Linked DNA regions of Sus scrofa: region 1 is linked to region 2. Evidence: chromatin contacts called from public Hi-C data. All regions are on one chromosome and are shown on one strand. Each heading gives the region's core, a stretch centred on a gene start, on an enhancer-like site or on the middle of the called end of the contact. The rest is flanking DNA. Distances are from core to core; before and after follow the strand shown.

What was found. A called contact is a pair of places that touch in the nucleus more often than the background predicts.
Region 1: a contact with region 2 is called in a Hi-C map of skeletal muscle, with 6 times the contacts expected there. The contact joins the enhancer-like site here to the promoter of PKDCC in region 2. A contact is called at or near these places in 9 of 47 Hi-C or Micro-C datasets (brain, embryonic fibroblasts, fetal heart ventricle and 4 more) and 1 of 2 datasets of contacts at active chromatin or transcription factors (skeletal muscle).

Annotation. Positions count from the first base shown.
Region 1 is chr3:98,379,086-98,384,892 of Sscrofa11.1, reverse strand. No RefSeq gene overlaps it. Among named protein-coding and RNA genes, the nearest start is that of C3H2orf91, 21 kb to the right of the region's middle. Within about 2 kb of position 3,647, at least 36 of the 83 cell types and tissues checked have an H3K27ac peak or open chromatin away from gene starts, as enhancers often do. A contact at or near this core is called in embryonic fibroblasts and skeletal muscle, where this site is marked.
Region 2 is chr3:98,265,188-98,270,735 of Sscrofa11.1, reverse strand. PKDCC (extracellular tyrosine-protein kinase PKDCC) reads left to right here and starts at 2,197. Exons shown (of 7, transcript XM_021087583.1): 1 at 2,197-3,020. The coding sequence starts at 2,382.

The DNA.
Region 1 (5,807 bases), core at 2,398-4,897, 110 kb before region 2:
TGCACCCTGGAATCCCCTGCAGAGCCTTGACAGCTACCTCAGCCTGGGTCCCACCGCAGAGATTCTGATGTTAATTGGTCCGAAGCAGGGTCTGGCCATCCAGATTGTAAAAGCCTCCCAGGTGATTCGATGCGCAGCCAAGGTTGAGAACCTTGGCTGGAGACCAACATCTAGACATCATTTTACAAGTGGCCCTGGGGCCCTCAGGGGGGAATACCACTCTCCCCAGGCCCTTCTGACTCACCTCTGTTCCCTGCCCCAGGGAAGAGATGGGTTTTTTGTCTTGCCTCAGAAGGCCATGCCCTCTAGTAAAAATTCCCTTTCTCCCACTCCGAACTGAATAAAGCCTCTAATTCCCAGCTCAGTTGCAAAGGAGAAATGATGGACACAATACCTGAAACCCAAGACTGGTCAGAACCCGCCCACCCAGGCTTGCTCTGTCACCGATGGTTCCTTCTGCTCAAGCGGCCTTCTGGAAGGACCTGTCTGCCAGAGGAGCCATGGGCCACAGGTGAGTGTGCTGCACGCTCACCGTCACACACAGAGCAGAGAAACTCTGGGCTTCGACAGGATACTATCCATCAAAGGTGCTGAGCATTTTGCATTACTGGTTAGCTCCCAAGCCAGATCATCACAACCTCTCCCTTCTCCTCAGCCACTTGCAATGAAGGTGTGGGGACCTCTGGGACAAGAAGTGGCCTATGGAGAACCAAAAAGGACCCTGTGGAATTGAGGAAAAGGACTCCTCTCTTTTTGGGTGTGATTTCCATGAAATGATTCATGAATCATTTCTTCCCCCTCGGGCATGACCACAAATATCATCTACCTTAGCGGCTTTCAGCTTCCCACAGAGCCGGTGTCTTTTGTTGGGAGTTGGGTGTTGCTGGTAGAAATAGGAGTCCACGACTTGGGTGGACAGTGTTTGTGTCAAATCTGAACTCTAATGTGTAGAATTTGCAGGTCGCTGAAGTGTCACAGTCTACTGAAATGGGTCTGGAATCAATAAGGTACACATCAAACTCAATTGTGTTTAATTTCCAGTGCTACCTAGAGGGAAGCCTAGCATAGCCCTGCCCGAGCAAAATGAAACATGAAAGCCCATCTGAAGTGTAGAAGCGATACTTAACATGACCTGCAAATAGGGGAAAACAGAGCAGCCGGCCCATCACGACATTGTCGTTCATTTTCGTTTCCATAGTGGAGGTGACAGCCACCCTAAGAAAATCAGAAGAGACAAGAGACCACTGCAGATCTAAGGGAGAACAAAGCGTTTTCAGTTACACACCAGCAGGACGTCCCTTTTTGCACACCCCTGGAGTCTCTCCCAAGTGGAAAAATCACACTCTGTCCTTCAGCCCAGAGCAAAGAAGGAAGACAAGGGCCTTCTGAACTTGGCCGGCCCCCACCCCTACACTGCCCCAGCTAAGTTCCTGGGCCAGTGAGATAATGGAAGGCTCAGCTCTTGCAGCTGACATGGGTGGGGGGCAGACGCCCACTCTGGGCACTTCCAGCCGACACTGACCTTTCAGTCATGGAAACATTCCCCAGACCGACACTAATCGGGGGCACATCTGGCGTTTGGACTGCGTCCAGATGGGGGTTGTGTTCGTCGAGTCAGCATGATAACCCGCTGGGGAGGCAGGGGAGGGGAGCGTGCAATGCTGCTGAGAGCAATCAGCGTCCTTAGCTCTGTGTGTGTGTGTGTGTGTGTGTGAGAGAGAGAGACAGAGACAGAGACAGAGAGAGAGGGAGAGAGAGACATGGTCATGTTGTGAGCCAGTGAGTCATAGACTAAAGACCACCTAATCTCTGTCCTCCAATCTCCCCACCCCCACCCCCACAAAGAGAAGAGAAAACTGGAGCCATCCAGGGAGCCCCAGCCACCACCCCAGGGTTCCACAACTGGTCGGGGCAGACTGAAATCCCAGGGTCCCAACACCCACTATCATGTACTTCCCTGGGTTTCTACACTCTCTCCAAGTAGAGTGTTGTACATATTATCTCAAGATAATACACGGGCTAAAGTGATGAAAAGAATCCAGCTGTTTCTTCTCTGTTGGCTTCCTGTGACTTACAAATGTACTGGACGACTTTTTCTAATGCCATGACAAACCCCCTTGGTCTCCAACCCCTGTGCTCCTCCTTCCACCCCAATTCTTCCATTGTCTTTTTTGTTTTTGTTGTTTTGTTTTGTTTTGTTGATTCAGAAGGAAAAACTGCCCTTCCAGGCTGATTCCCGGACTTTTTTCAGAAATGAACACAATACTGTAGCTCTTACTCCCAGGACAAGAGATTGTGATTAGGAGCGAGACCTCACGGCACAGAAGGTCCAACCGTATAGGTCGGGAATGGCCAAGGATGTTGGCCAGCTCTTATCGTAGTCTGCCTTACAAAGCCTGACACCTGTTGCAACCCTGAATGGCACTGCTAAAGAGGTAATTAAGCAAACCAAGGCCAGGATAAAAGGGATTATTTCCCCACCCACCCACACAGAAGGCTGTCTCCAGCTGTCAGGAGGAAGTTCTTTCCCTGGGCCCAGGAGTACACTCCCCGCTCCTGGGTAGTTTCAAGTCTACCCCAGTGATCCTTTCCTGTGTACACCTCCAGGCACAGATAATCATGGAAAGGAGGCACCTTATCCGCTGACTCAAATCACAAAGAGATGAACAGGGTCTTCCAGTATGAAAACCATGGATCTGTTCATCCTTCTCTGTTCATCCCTCTCCCTTTGCTAAAAGCAAAGAAACAGGGAGACAACCTAGGTGAAAATTAGAGCCCTATCAGTGATCGGCTTCCCAGAGTAAATTTCACTCCTCTGGGCACTAATCAGCTTGCAGAGCTGGCCAGCATTATTCTCTTCCCTCCACACCAGCCTCCACACAGAGCCACTATGGTTCATCAGCCCGTCAATTTTGTCCTCCTCTGGAGCAATCAGAAAGGAAAAATTGGGGGAGTTCCTGTTGTGGTTCAGTGGTAATAAACCCAATCAGTATCTATGAGGATGTAGGTTCACTCCCTGGCTGCATTCAGTAGGTTAAGATTCAGCGTTGCCATGAGCTGTGGTGTAGGTCTCAGATGCGGCTCAGATCTGGTGTTGCTGTGGCTGTGGTGCAGGCCGGCAGCTGTAGCTCAGATTTGACCCTTAGCCCAGGAATTTCTGTATGCTGCAGGTGTGGCCTGAAAAAGAAAAAGAAAGAAAGAAAGGAAAAATATCTTCCCCATTGGAAGACCCCCAGCCCCTCACTTCTCTTGTCAGATCTGAGAAACAGGCTTGATCCACCCCTGGTGGATGACACCCCCTGACACACACTTAGGAGATAGCTTTTGAGTTTCTTCATCCTCGGGAGGATTTTATAACAGTCCACAAGCTGTCCAGGTCTCTGCGAAGGAGCCCACAGACACCACGACTTCACCCAAACAGGTCGAGGTCTCTGCTGGAGCCAGCCCTTTATCCCCGCAGTGATCTGGTACAAAGCCACTTCATGTTCCATGCCAAACCATTCATTTACAGCACTCATCAAAATCTGCCTCCATCGACTGACTCAGCATTCCTGTTTTCCGAGCAAAGCCAACCTCCCTCACACCCTGACATCCTAGCTTTCAGCTTTGCTGTTTACATCACAGGAGCGCTGCAGGCTTAGAACACCCAATTCCCTTTGGACCAAGTATGCATATGAGTCATCCTCTCTGAAAAGACTCCTCACCCCGGGGCCTCGTGATCCAGGCCAAAAAGCTTCTGAGATGGGGCTCAGAGAGGACAGCGCTGGGGAGTCCTATTGCTATGGAAACCAGTGTGCCGGTTTCCAAAGGAGAAAGAGTAGCTGCCGGGAGGGGGGGGGGCACTGCTTTGCCAGGGGGTCCTGAAGAAACGGAGGAGCTTCTGGGCTTCTGGCCTGGAGCGGCTGTGGACACAGCCTGGGATCAGCATGGAGCCTCAGGCCACACTGACGCTTCTCTGGCCCCAGCCTCTCCCCTCGTCTCACCGACAGCTCTGACCCACCACAGACATCCCATCTGGCCTCCTGGGCAGTTCCTTCAGCACAGCTCCCCAGCCAAGTGAAAGGCTCACTCTATCTCTATGGACAAAAAAGGTTTTGACTCAAGTCTGTGTTTTAGGAAGTGCGTTAAATTCCATTAACTTTGGGGGGGTCGATGACAACTATCAGCTTGTCTGAACTTTTTACATTTCTCCTCAGTGCCTCAGCAAGGTTCACGACGAGGTCATCAATGATAAGGAATGAGCTCTCCCAGCCGGACGGTCCCTCAGCCTCAAGAGGACACTCCATAGTGATAAGCTGACAGGATTCGAAGGCTGATTCATGCACTAGAAGGAGCAGGGGTAGGGGTAGCAGGCAGGGGAGTCAAGGTCCCAGAGACAGAATGTCCAAGAAAGAAACTTATGGCAGGTTCATCAGAGGCCCAACCTTCAAGGGAAAGAAAGAGTCCCCATCAAGTAAAATGTCTAACAGAGACATTAAGTTCCAAAAATGGGGTCTCCAATGGCTGGGAGGTTCTGAGGGCAAGATAATAAAACCATTAATAGCTTTGGAGGGCTTACTATATGCCAGGCACTCAGTACATGTGTTACTTTCTGTAATCCTCATAACAATCCTATGGGAATAGAAACCATCATGTGCCCATTTTACAGATGAGAAAACTAAAACCTCAAGAGGCTAGCAAGGTCACATTTAGTAAGTGAAGGAACTGGGATTCAAATCAAGACCATCTGAACAGAGTGCACGCTTTTTTTTTTTTTTTTTTTTTTGGCCATACCCATGGCATGTGGAATTTCCTGAGCCAAGGATCAAACCTGTACCACAGCAGTGACACTACAGTAGCAGTGCTGGATCCTTAACCTGCTGAGCCACAAGGGAACTCCCAGAGTGATCACTCTTGACCATGAGAGCAACAGGTCCTAGAAATGGTGACCGTGTCCATTAACCAATTAGAAACGAGTTTGTCAATGATGTTGGGAGGAGTTTTAAGATCCCAGAAGAGGAGTTCCCGTCGTGGTGCAGTGGTTAACGAATCCGACTAGGAACCATGAGGTTCAGGGTTCGATCCCTGCCCTTGCTCAGTGGGTTAACGATCCGGCATTGCCGTGAGCTGTGGTGTAGGTTGCAGATGCGGCTCGGATCTTGCATTGCTGTGGCTCTGGTATAGGCCGGTGGCTACAGCTCCAATTCGACCCCTAGCCTGGGAACCTCCATATGCCGCTGGAGCGGCCCAAGAAATGGCAAAAAGACAAAAAAAAAAAAAAGATCCCAGAAGACAGTCATTGGCTTCATCCTATATAGGATATTCATCATCTACTCCACACAGGAACATTTTCAGGAAAAGCATATTATGACACTTAGCATAAGTGTTTGTACCCTATGGTCAGACAGTCCCCTGCCTTTCTAATGCACCTTCCAACAAAAAAATAACAACAGCATGGTGGGCTGCTCCAAGACTCCTGAACAGGGGCCCTTGATGTCCTGTCCAGTGGGATACCAATCCATGATTTCTCCACCTTCGAGGAGTTCCAAGAGAGACAGTTGGCCCTTGAGACACTGGAGATACAAAACCAAAGTGGGATGAAGAGGCTCCTCCCACCTCACTCTTGCCCAGGAATTTCCTCTATCTTCCCGTACACTGTCCTCACCAAATCACCCACCAGAATTAGACCAAGAGCCTCAGGAATCAGTCAAGACACAAGATGGAGAGAGGGTTCATATTTTTTCTTTCAGTTGATTGTTTTCTGATTGCTTTAGGTCTGGCCTAGTGAAGCTGAATCCATCACTCTCAGTGGGTGGTGGGTGAGGAGA
Region 2 (5,548 bases), core at 948-3,447:
TTCAAACCATAACAAAAACACTGAAGCTTGGCAAAGATATCACAGGAATAATTATCTAATTTCAGAACATGTTATTATAATACCTACACGATGTGTAACGAACTTAACAATGTTCACGTTATATTCACCAACGCTGAGTTAGAGACCCACAAGGCCACGTCTTACCTCTGAGGCTTCTCCAAGACCCTAGAGCGGAGCAGGCCCCAAAGAAAACCCTCGAAGGAATATTTCCCTCCCCCCTGCCCCAGCGGCTTCTTTGTGGATCAGGAGGTTTAGCTGATAGAAATGACACGATCTCTGGAAAGGGGGCAGAGTCTATCCTGGGATGGCAGCTCTGTCCTCCCAGAATCCCCATTCCTCCCCAACAGAGGAGCCCCTGGAACTGGTAAGGAAATGGCCATGTTGAGGTCACAGAGGCAGAGAGGCTTTCCCTGACTCAGCTGTGGGCCAGGGGGGGGCCTCAAGGCTCCCCTCTGCCCCAGGGGGCTGGATTGGACTGTGGCTGAGTGTGAGGGGAATGTTTGCTGTTTGCTGCTGCTCCCTGTTGACTTTAGCCAGTAGCTCTGTTTACAAATCCAGGTTGGTTTTCCCAGCACAGTTAATTAGACCAAAGACATCTGGTGTGAGGACTGGGGAGGGCATCTGCTCAGAGCCTTCCCCCCACACCCAGCAGCCAAGGGCCAGAGCAGGGCAGAGCAGCTAAACAGGACCAGACCAGAAGCCACCAAACCCGAGGTCCTCGGGAGAACTATGCCTTTTCTCACTCTGCCCTTTCCATGCTAAGTTAGACTGGACCCCACTCTCTTAGGGGAAGCCTAGGAGTCAGGGCTGGATTGCCCCTACATCAGTGGGATCACAGGCTGGAGATCAAGGACCTTCCAGGTCCAAAAGAACTGGACAAGCTTCCTGTTTCCTCTTCATCACAGAGACTCTGCATTCTGTTGTAAGGCCTGACCTCTTCAGCTTCCTGGAAAAAAGATTTTTTTTTTTTTTTTTTTTTTTTTGGTTCTCCACCTCTTCCCTGACTCCTCTCCAAACAATCTCTGACACTGAGGGGAGGGAAGGAAGGTGGGTAGGTGGACAGTTCTAAGGCGGTGGGGAAGTGAAGTGGAGGGCTGGGAGGGGGAGGGGCAGCGGCTTATCTCTCCCAGGAGGGGGGAGCTCACTCCAAACAACTAATGCACTGGCGTGTGAAAGCTCCTCAATTAGCACTAATGATGCAATCAGGGAGGGAGGAGGAGGGACCAGAAGTTCTGGTAGAGTCAGCACCTACTTACACTCACGATACACACTCCCTTCCTCGAACACAGGGGCCCTTTCAGACACACTAATGCACACACTCCGCAGACAATCTGAACCACGCATGTCCGTGGGCACAAATGCACTCTTTGCCCAAACTACTAGCACGCATATGGTTCGTGATCCGCTGCTGACCCCGTCTAACTGCAGGGTCCCAGAGGAGGGATTCGATTTGGGGCTTCAGGGACAAGGAAAATCAGAAATCAGAAAACAAAACAAAAAACTGGTAGAGGAGGTTAAAGAGGCCATCTCCGAAAACTTCATGATTTTTCCTCTGATCCCGGAGTTCCTGTCCCACGCGCGCTCGCAGGTGCCAGCCCCTCAGCTCCAGCCTTCCCCTTCCTCCGCGCCAGAATCCAAGACTGGGCGAGGAGCTGCCACCCGCAGCTCCACCCCTGCGCCGTCCGCCCCAAGGCCCTGGGTCGCCGAGAGGGCGCATTGGGATCACGCGGATCTCCAGCACCCGGACCCAGCGGCTTGTCCCCACCGGAATCCGTTACCCGCCGGCCTCGCCCCTTCGTCTTCTCCCCCACCCTGCCCAGCCGGCTCCGTTAGCCGCTTCCCGGTCCCGTTATTCGGCCACCCCAGCCCCGTTATCCACCCGAGCCCCCGCACGTCCCGGGGCCGCCGCCGCCCCCTCCCTTTCTCCCCGGCCGGAGCTCGGGGGCCGCGGGCTGGGCAGGGCGGGAGCCGCCTCCGCGCCGCTTCCCAGGCCGGGACGGCCGCGGGAGGAGGTCCCGCTGTCAGTCAGCGGGGAAGGCCGGGCCGGGCGGCCGGAGGGGGCGGCGCCGAGGACGGGCTCGGGCCGGGAGCTGGGAGGCGGAGGCGGAGGGGGGGCGGGGGCGGGGGCGGCTCCGGGCCTTATAAGCGGCGGGGGCAGGGCGGGAGGGAGGCAAGTGTCAGGCCGATGTGCCGCCCGCGAGGGGCCGGGGCCGGGGTCGGGGCAGCCGGGGCCATGCGCGCAGGCTGCGCAGGGAGCCGGCGGGGCGCTGAACGGAGCCGCCTCGGAGCCTGAGCCGCCCCGGGCCGGGGCCGGGGCCGGGGAGCCGCGCGGGGCCGGCCGGCCAGGGGGGAGGGGAGCGATGCGGCGCCGGCGGGCGGCGGTGGCCGCGGGTTTCTGCGCCTCCTTCCTGCTGGGCTCGGTCCTCAACGTGCTCTTCGCACCGGGCTCGGAGCCTCCGCGGCCAGGCCAGTCCCCCGGGCCCTCGCCAGCCCCGGGCCCGGGCCGTCGCGGGGGCCGCGGAGAGCTGGCCCGGCAGATCCGAGCGCGCTACGAGGAGGTGCAGCGCTATTCCCGCGGGGGCCCGGGGCCCGGGGCCGGCCGGCCAGAGCGGCGGCGCCTGATGGACCTGGCTCCGGGCGGCCCGGGCCTGCAGCGTCCCCGGCCCCCGCGGGCCCGGCCCCTGCCCGACGGCGCCCCGGGCTGGCCCCCAGCTCCCGTTCCGGGTTCCCCCGGCCCGGGCCCGCGACTGGGCTGCGCCGCGCTCCGCAACGTGTCCGGCGCACAGTACGTGGGCTCCGGCTACACCAAGGCCGTGTACCGGGTCCGCCTGCCCGGCGGCGCCGCGGTGGCGCTCAAGGCGGTGGACTTCAGCGGCCACGATCTGGGCAGCTGCGTGCGCGAGTTCGGGGCGCGAAGGGGCTGCTATCGGCTGGCGGCCCACAAGCTTCTCAAGGAGATGGTGCTGCTGGAGCGGCTGCGGCACCCCAACGTGCTGCAGGTACGAGGGTGGGGGTGCGGGGCTGAGGGTGCTGGCTGGACCTGCCCAGGCCCGGTCACTCTGGCTGGAAGAGAACCCTTGGTCTTAGCAGATAAAGAAGCGGAGCCCCAATGATTGTGCCCAGGTTAAACTAGGGGCAGGACCCGGACCATGGCAGCTTCTCGGTACCCTGACTCTCACTCCTGGCTCAGTGTCCTTTTACAAAGGGTCTCCCGTATTTCTCAGCTTCCATACCGTATCTCTTGAAGACAGGCCAGTACAGAGGGTCCCCAAACTCGAGGGTGGAGGTCCATTAGGACTTAGGACCCTGCTTCTGTCTGAAGCTAGGGTGTTGAGCACCAGAGAAATGACCCCAAATCAAGACATAAACAGAGGTCATCCCTGAGCAGGGATCCCAACTGAAGTGATAGGGTCCCCTTTCTTGTTGGACTCTGAACCCCACTTCTCTCAACTTCCAAACAGTGACTTATCTAGCTTTGAAGTTGGGGTACGACAGCAGTGGATTTGGGAAGAGCTAGAAAAAGACCAGGCTTGATTCCAAGAGAACACCCTCTACCCACCCAGGAGCCACTGGAAGGACCCTTGGGGACTGGAGTAGTAGTCCAGGAAACACATAGCCCTTCCCAGAAGAGACGGTGGGGTCCTCCAGGTCTTAAAGTACGCTTGGGAACCACTGGGGAAGCCTCAGCGTCCTAGCTCAACCCTCAAGGGACAGGCTGAGGGCCTGAGGGTCTGAACATTACATTATCTGAGCAAATGTGGCCCAGAGGGTGGAAGATTGAGAAGGCCAGATGCTCAGGTTCCTACTCAATGAGACTCTGTCTCCTACTCACTGGTGGGCAGAGGGGAAAGATGAGACCCCGCCTTGTCCGTTCTGGGCTAGACAAGTGCGGGGCCTCTCCAAGTCCCAGCCCAGCCCAACCCTAACACACCCACTTCCTCCTCTCCCCCAGCTCTCCTCATCTTTGAGTCTGCCCTAGGATCAGACACACTGTTCCCTTTGCACACTTCTGAGTAGTCTGAAAGGGGAATCCCTGACTGTTCTTGGCCCCGTGAACGGAGGGTGTGGGCTGACTCCTCAGCCGAGGAACCTGGCCCACACCTTCCGCTCCTAAACCACTCAAATTAACCTTTCTGCACCCAGCAGAACTAACCAGAAACCTAGGACTTCCTCCCTCCTTTCCTCAGGAGCGAGATGGACCTCAGGTCTGGGTGGGCATTGCAGAAAAGAAGAAATAGGCCAGGGAGCTATTTATACCACAGCAGACTCCCAGTCTTCCCAGGCCACTCCAGCCCTGGCCAGACACCTGTGGACTGGGTCCTGGGCCCTGAACTGATTGCAGAAGGTCAGGTAGAGCCAAGAGTTGTGAGCAGTTATGTCTGGTTGCGCGGCTGACACTGTGGAGCTACAGGGAGTGAGCGGCTGGTTACGTGGCCATTCTAACTGGGAGGATCTTGTTCTCTTTGCTTCCCAGGGGCTCCTGGGAACTTTTTGGAAACCCTGGAGTGTCAGCCAGATTCTGAGGCAGTGGAGAAGGTCTTAAGTGTCTTAGCAGGATATTAAGTGTTAGTTAATTGACTCAAGACCCCTCCCTTAGGACAGATTCGAGGTTTGATGTGCTTGCCTGTCTCTTAAGGAATGTCAGGCCCCTGGCCGATGCTGAAGGTGCCAAAAGAAAAAAAAAAAAAAAAAATTACAACTGAATAGTGTTCACCCATTTCCTCTCTAGACCAAACTCCATCTGTCTGGGGTTGGCTGTGTGACTCTTACAAGGTCGGAGACCAGAATTAGTTGCCCTGGAACATATGTTATAAAATGGAGAGGGTCCCAGGTCCTTTGACAGAAAGAGGGAAGGTGAAAAGCTCCCATTATGGGGACAGAGAGGTACCTCGGTATGAATTTAGGGACTGTTTTGTGGTGGGTCGCCTACATCCGTCCCCCAACTCCCAGGCCGGTGTCCCTCTGGCTTCTTCAGCAGTGTCACCTCTGCTGCCAGGGAAGACCCTGCACTGGAGGCTTCATTTGGGGTGTGCCAAGAACTAAAATAATGTTGTTTTAATACCCCTTAATCAATGTAAAATTTCAAAATCCTTCGACGGCTGAACTGGGGAGGAGCCAGCGAATGTTTCCCACTCCCCGAGGCTGCCCAAGGCCCCCTCCCCATCTCAGGCAGCCCCAGCATTGGTGCTGTGGTTCTAATAGAAAAGGCCCAGGATAGGATGTCCCACTGGGCACTTCCCAGTGCATGCTCTGGTCATTAGGGACTGCCTGGCCGAGATCTCTCTATCTTCTGTGACCCCCTCCCCAACCCACCCTCTGTCTCTCTCACTCACACACACACTCCCTCACGTGACTGAGGTCTCTATAGTCCAGGGTCAAAGGGCACAAGGGTCTTCCCTCCCCTCCACCTCTGCCGTTCCTGGGGCCTCAGGCCTCAGATGGGGCCCCAGGCCTGCTTGGGCCCTGATTCTGGCCCTGCTAGAGTATGTTTCTTCTCCGAATGAACAAAAGATGGGACTGAAATGCT